Linked DNA regions of Gossypium hirsutum: region 2 is linked to region 1. The links are chromatin contacts, called in public Hi-C maps. All regions are on one chromosome and are shown on one strand. The core of a region is the stretch at or near the end of the contact, and the rest is flanking DNA. Distances in the headings are between cores, read along the strand shown.

Evidence for each region. Hi-C and Micro-C count contacts between places; a contact is called where the count stands out from the background.
Region 2: a Hi-C map of leaf shows a contact between it and region 1, with 2.6 times the contacts expected there. The contact joins the promoter of LOC107909973 here to the promoter of LOC107909940 in region 1. A contact is called at or near these places in 6 of 34 Hi-C or Micro-C datasets (callus, leaf and petal).

What each region holds. Positions count from the first base shown.
Region 1 is chrD08:42,781,294-42,784,785 of Gossypium_hirsutum_v2.1, forward strand. It overlaps LOC107909940 (sarcoplasmic reticulum histidine-rich calcium-binding protein), which reads right to left and starts at 2,189. Exons shown (of 1, transcript XM_016837653.2): 1 at 1,185-2,189. The coding sequence starts at 2,189. The coding sequence ends at 1,413. LOC107909932 (probable polygalacturonase) reads left to right here. Exons shown (of 5, transcript XM_016837645.2): 5 at 402-2,426. The coding sequence ends at 1,042.
Region 2 is chrD08:42,952,651-42,956,038 of Gossypium_hirsutum_v2.1, forward strand. LOC107909973 (probable WRKY transcription factor 41) reads left to right here and starts at 1,558. Exons shown (of 3, transcript NM_001327029.1): 1 at 1,558-1,909; 2 at 2,013-2,141; 3 at 2,222-2,888. The coding sequence starts at 1,590. The coding sequence ends at 2,840. LOC107909980 reads right to left here. Exons shown (of 3, transcript XM_016837711.2): 3 at 3,162-3,388.

The DNA.
Region 1 (3,492 bases), core at 939-3,438:
CGCCTTGCACCTCAGGCTATATAGAGGTCCTAGTGCCTCGAGTGCACCTGGCGCCCTTGACAACATTGATTCTGATGACCCTCTTCCCAAATGTTGGAAAAGGAAGTGAAGAAAGGAATTGTTTTTGGTTGATTAGGTGTAATTTTCAAATCTGAATGAAATCTAGTGGGATGTCTATCATTTGCTCCTTGCCCTGCATATATATATTTTATATTGTAAAAGCTATCGGTCGGAATTTCTTGAAAAATGGCTATGTTCATTAATTGATTCCCATGCTGTAATTAAGAATGAACACCGTGATATTGTGTGAGGGATCAGTTTTTCCGTGTTCTTCTGTTTATTTGAATGGAGAAATTTCTTGGAGATTTTAATTATTATACTTAAATGCCTCATTGGTACAGATTCAAGCTCCAATGTCTGCATAGAAGACTCGTTCATTTCTACCGGGGATGACCTTGTGGCAGTGAAGAGTGGATGGGATGAATACGGGATTGCTTATGGACGCCCCAGTTCTTACATCACTGTTCGGCGAGTAACAGGTTCAACCCCATTTGCTGGAGTTGCAGTGGGAAGTGAAACATCTGGAGGAGTGGAGAATGTGTTGGCCGAGAACATAAATCTTTACAACTCCGGAGTTGGTGTTCACATCAAGACTAACATCGGCAGGGGAGGGGTTATAAAGAACATCACAGTGTCTGAACTGTTCATGGAAAACGTTAGAACAGGTATAAAAGTAGCAGGTGACACCGGCGACCACCCTGATAACAATTTTAACCCAAACGCCCTCCCATATGTCAAGGACCTTATGTTAAAGAACATTTGGGGTGTGAATGTCCAGCGAGCAGGTTGGATGCATGGCATCGAGAATGCCACTTTCACCGGCATCTGTCTTTCAAACGTTACCCTCCAGGGCACGACTGGACCAAGACCTCCTTCCTGGAACTGCAATGCCATAAGGGGGGCTGCAATCGAGGTTAGCCCACGGCCATGCGCTGAACTCACCAGCGTAGAACAGAGTGGTTCATGCGCCAGCCATTCCTAAGATTCATGTTATAAAATATAGTTTTCTACTCTGATTTTAACCCTTTTATGTCTCTTTTTTTTTTCTTTAATATTCACGTTAAACCTTTCCATTGCAACAAGTAAAAAAATTCATGAAAAACAGAACAACTAAACCAGTGATCTGGCAATATGAAATCTCACAGCGCAGTTACTATAATACAAGGAACATCATATGGTTCATCTCAAACGAGTGCAATCTTATTTACAACCCATAGTAAGGCACACTAAATAGTAATATGCACGCATACCCTAAGGGCTGGTGACTAGAAAGTGAAAATTACCCAAATAAACATATAGATAGATGCAACACTAGATCACTATGATCATTTTAGAAAACGTGCAGGGTATATTCAAAAATGAATAAAATACTTCCGGAACTTCTCCATGAACCCGCCCTCGTGCTCCTCTGTCTCATCCCTTTCTTCCTCTCCATGGTGATGATGGCGGTGGTGGTGGTGGTGGTGGTGGTGGTGGTGGTGGTGGTGATGCTCTTCCTCATGATCCTCTTCATCATGGTGCTCGTGGTCATGGTCTTCATCATGGTGCTCCTGGTCATGGTCTTCATCATGGTGCTCGTGGTCATGGTCTTCATCATGGTGTTCGTGGTCATGGTGGTCTGGCTTCATAAAACCTACATGATGCTTAGACTCGGTGCCATCATCGTCAAAACTGCCCCAACTGGCCTCGATCTGGCGAACAACACCGCGTGACTCTGGGTCAAAACTTCTCTCGTTGGACAGTATCATATCGTTGCCGTAAGAAATGAAGCGCTTCTGATGGAAGCGTGGATTCAAAAGCCTGAAGCGTTTATGGAAACGGCAGTTGTGCTTGTGACGGAACGGATTCAAGGGACGCCTTGGGAAGTGGCGGTTGACAGGGTTAAAACTGATCCTGGTCAAAGGAACGGAGGCGACGCCGGAGGCATCATCATCGTGCTTGAAGTCGAGTAATTTGGGGGGTTCAAAGTGGGGTTTCTCGCTGGGGAGAAGGATGGCGGATTCGGGGTCGGATTCGGATTCGGATTTTTCGGGGGTGACATCATGTTGGGATTCAGATGTGATGAAGCGGGCGTGAGAGAAGGTGAAGAGGAGGAAAGTAAGGGTGAAGAGAAAAGCGAGTCTAGCCATTTTTGTCTAAAAGGGATTTTTGGTGAAGGCATGAAATATGGATTAATAAAAGGGGCTGTGTCAGGACCGGTGGTTTTGACTTGGAAACAGGAGGTGGTGCCGGAACGGGTCAATAGGGGTGACCCAACACGTGGCTTTGGACACAGTACATATTTAATTATTACTGATAAATTAATATGTTATAATTTTATTAGTATCAAATGAAATTATTAATATGAATATATTATTTTAATTTTATAATTTGGATTAATGAATACTAATTAAGTAGCAATAGCGAACCTATTAGAAATTTGAAAACTGGGCAAATCTGACTTTTGGGATTTTGGTTTGGTGTCGTATGGGACAAGTTTTGGGTTTGACAAATCTGCTCCAGAAGCTTCTTTTTAAAGTAGACTTGTGAAATATTATTTTGTGTTTAAAAATAATACTTGATAATAATAAATATGTAGTATGTACGAAATTAAAAATAATTTAGATGAAAAATCTAAGTAATACTCGAGTGAAAAACTGTGTAATAAAATTAAAATGTACAATGTTATCAAAACAAAATTTTAATTGAGGTGGTTTAAATCAATGTGAAAAATTAAGATTTTATAAGTGCGGGTGACAATGGTTTGAATCTCACTATATATAAAATGTTTATTGATTTTATTTAAAATATAAATAAGACAAAAATATTTTTATAATAATATAATTAATTTTAAATATGAAAAAATATTTTAATAGTTCTTTTAATTGAATTGGTGTGGCATTAATTTAATTAAGAATTTAAATAATAATACAAATATATAAATAAAGTACAACAAAAATATAAATTTAAACCTATTTTTCTTCCTTGACAAAAATTTAAGCCGTGTTGGGTTGGCACGTCTGATTAATCTTTAAATAAGGGTTGGCCCTGTTTGTATTGTATTGTGTGTAATGTGGAATTGAATCATTGTTCCAAACTCTGATTTCACATTGGACAAAAATTTAAACCATGAATATTTGATGCTATAGTTTTCACACTCCACAAATAGTATGTGTATGATAAAATATTAAAAAATATATGATAATTTTTTAAAATTATTTATGAAATAAGAAAAAAAAGAGTTCATTATTAGTGAATTAATTATTATCTTATAAACAAATGGTAATTGTTCTGACCATTCCATTGCCACTAGTGTAACACCCCTTACCCGTATTCGATGTCGGAATAGAGTATGAGGCATTACTAAAACACATACACTTGTATACGTATTAAACCGAGTTACAAAATTTCATCCGAATTAAAACTTTTTATATTATTAACGTGCTTTTATAA
Region 2 (3,388 bases), core at 308-2,807, 170 kb after region 1:
TATTCTCCAATTGAATTATTCTAAGTTCTAATACTTTTCAAATTTAAAAAATTTTGGTCTTGACACAAATGAAAATCATTAATCCCTTAATATTATATTTTTAATGAGTAATATGTGAAAATAGCATGTTAACATGCCACTATACATATTGGCACTATGTTTGCCGTATCAGATTTTGAAAATAAAAGATGTTAACTAAATAAATTTAACAATTATAATTTAGTAAGGATTGAAATTTTAAAATTTACAAAATATAAGGATTTAAATTAAAGTATAGACATATATACATGGACAAATATCAGAATTTAAATTAAATAAGTCTGCTTCCTCTGGCATAGCTTTTGGCTCTGGTGCGTTGACTTTTGAAGGTTTTCTGTTTTCATTGGAACGCACCTATTTTTGATGATGTTTGGCGTACCACCAGTCCAATGAGACTGTCTCACTGCTGGTAAAAATTTTGGCTGGAGCTTTTAGCTCCAACGATTGCAGTTAAGTGAGATAATTATTGTTTTATCACCTTCTATTCATTATTGTATTTTTCAATTTACTTTTTATATAAATTTAATTTAATTATTATTTTATATAATATTATTTCATTATATATATTATTATTTAGTATAACTATTATATAAATATTTTTAATGATTTAACTTTTAATATAAATATAAGTTTAATAATTATAATTATAATTTAGCATAAATATAATGAAAATTATTTGGTACAAGAGTTTTTAAACTTCACAATCAAAGGTTCACAAATGTTCTATAAAAATATATTAAAATATTAAAAAAACACAAGAAATTTTTTTTTAAAACTGCGCTTACTGAATACAAAAAAAGTTCACTACCAAATACTAACCTTAGATATAATTATGATTTTATTAATTAATTTAAATATAATTTTTGAATATAAACATATCCTATAATTAATTTTAATCTTATTAAATTTATTTTAGTTTAGATTTGGATATATTTTTATTATTAAACTCATCTTGGTTTATAACCATTTGTGATCCTAACTACACTTGGGATATTTTAGATGTAAAATTGAAGGGAGACTTGGTCAGCAATTGGAGTTTTGACCTCACCTCACTCTTCAGTCCACTAATCTTACTTCTAGTTTATCATGACCAAAGACTTGTCTATGCTGAAAAACTCGGTTTCTTTTGGTCAAACTTCAAACTTTCTATTCCAACAACCATTTTTTCTAATCCCAAAACTCCAATGAAGTTCCTTTAAAAGCCCCAGAGTTTCAATTTCTTATTCAAACCCAAAACCTTTCACTCTCCTACTCCCTCTTTGCTTAAACCTCAGCATAGACAAGTTCAAACATTTTCCAGCTTTTAGTTACTTAATCAAAACTTAACATTCAGGCCAAATTCCATGGTTGTTGCTTCTTGCTCTTCACCATTTAGGCTATTTCAATCCCTTTGGCTGCTTCTGCTTGTGATCCTTGGAAAAGTTTTTTCTTCTTCATAACCAAATTTACCCGGTCTATAGCAGGTCATGAATTAGTATTTCCAAGTTCCAAACAAGGAATCCCTCTCTATTTTCTTACAGTTGAAGGAAAGAAGAAAGGGGGAAAAAAAAATGGAGAACATGTGGAAGTGGGAGCAGGGGACACTGGTGAGCGAGCTGATTCAAGGAATGCAATTAGCAAAACAGCTAAGGTTGCATTTGGGTGCACCATCATCTTCTGTTGAATCCAGGGACTTGCTACTACAGAAGATCTTATCTTCCTATGAAAAAGCTCTTCTGATTTTGAAACTGAGCAGGCCTACGGAACAGCCACAACAAAATGTAGGAGGAAAAACTTGTGTGCCAGAGTCTCCTCTAACCATCAACGGCAGCCCCAGGAGTGATGATTTAGAAAAGGATAACCAGGATATCAGAGATGTCTCAAAGAAGAGGTGAATTTGCAAGCTACAAGTTAATAATTCTTGAATGTTATTGCAAATTTTGGAAGTTGTAAATTTGAGTATGCTAAATGATTCCTGGAACTGTGTTTTGCAGAAAGATGATGCCTAGGTGGACGGATCAGGTGAGAGTGAGCTCTGAAAACCTGCTGGAAGGTCCTCATGATGATGGCTACAGTTGGAGAAAATACGGGCAAAAGGATATCCTTGGAGCCAAATATCCTAGGTGAATGACCCTTTTCCCTTGTAAAATGCTGGACTTTTGTATTAGTCAAAACCCTGATGATAGAATGTTTACTTTTGCAGAAGCTATTACAGATGCACCTATCGAAACACCCAAAACTGCTGGGCTACAAAGCAAGTGCAGAGATCAGATGAAGATCCCATCCTCTTTGAGGTCACATACAGAGGAACTCATACATGTGCAAATGGCAACCCCGCAGTTCCATCCCCAGAAAAACAACATAAATCAAACTCAAACGGCCTTAATAATACCAATTACCAACCATTGCAATCACAAGATACCCTCTCAGAGTTTCGAGCAGGCCTAAGAGTCAATACTGAGGGCTTAGACAATAAAGAGATGGCACCCCCATTCTCTTTTGCTTCAACATCATTTGGGTGTATAAAGAGCGAAAACCATAGCTTTTCACCTTCAGGAGTACTTGATTACTACAATATCTTCGGCAGCTTTTCATCGCCGTTCATGTCTCCCGATACACCAGAATTAAACTACTTTTCAGTTTCCCAGATGAACAACTTCCAAGGGGTGCTCAACACACAGCATTCTAAATCTGATCTCACCGAGTTGGTTTCAGCCAACACTTCGGCCACCAATTCTCCAATTATGGACTTGGATTTTTCGCTCGACCAAGTGGAGTTGGACCCGAATTTCCCATTTGACACACCGGGATTTTTCTCCTAACTCTTTTCCGCAATCGAATAAGAGTAATGGTAGATGTCAAATTCGGGTTCCAATAACCAAAGTAGGTTCATGGTGAGCCGTGTGTTCTGCGAAGAACTATTGTACAATACATGTCCCTTTCAATTCTATGTTGGTTTTGAGAAATTTCCTCAGATAACAAGTTTTGATACTTGTTCTTATCGAAATTCCATAATACTAGTGCGCAGATTTTCACCAAAATGCAAAGGTCCTTCTAACACTCACTGCAACTTCATTGCAATTAGCAAAGTAGTATTTTAAGCAATGGCCATTTATAATCCAAATAAGTTGTCCATAACAACATACCGTGAAAGTTCACAAATCCTGGATTTCAGAAGAATAAAATAAGTATATACAGGGAAAAAGAATCTACATTCCAACGATTCCTACATTGCTTGTCTTTACACATAGCCGATGGAATACATAAGCAAATGGTAACAAGTTAACACTCTAGAAATTATCATATACCACAAGTCCTGAAATAAGAAAACTGCAGGACAAGAAGCAACATCCAACAGAATTGAGAAGAG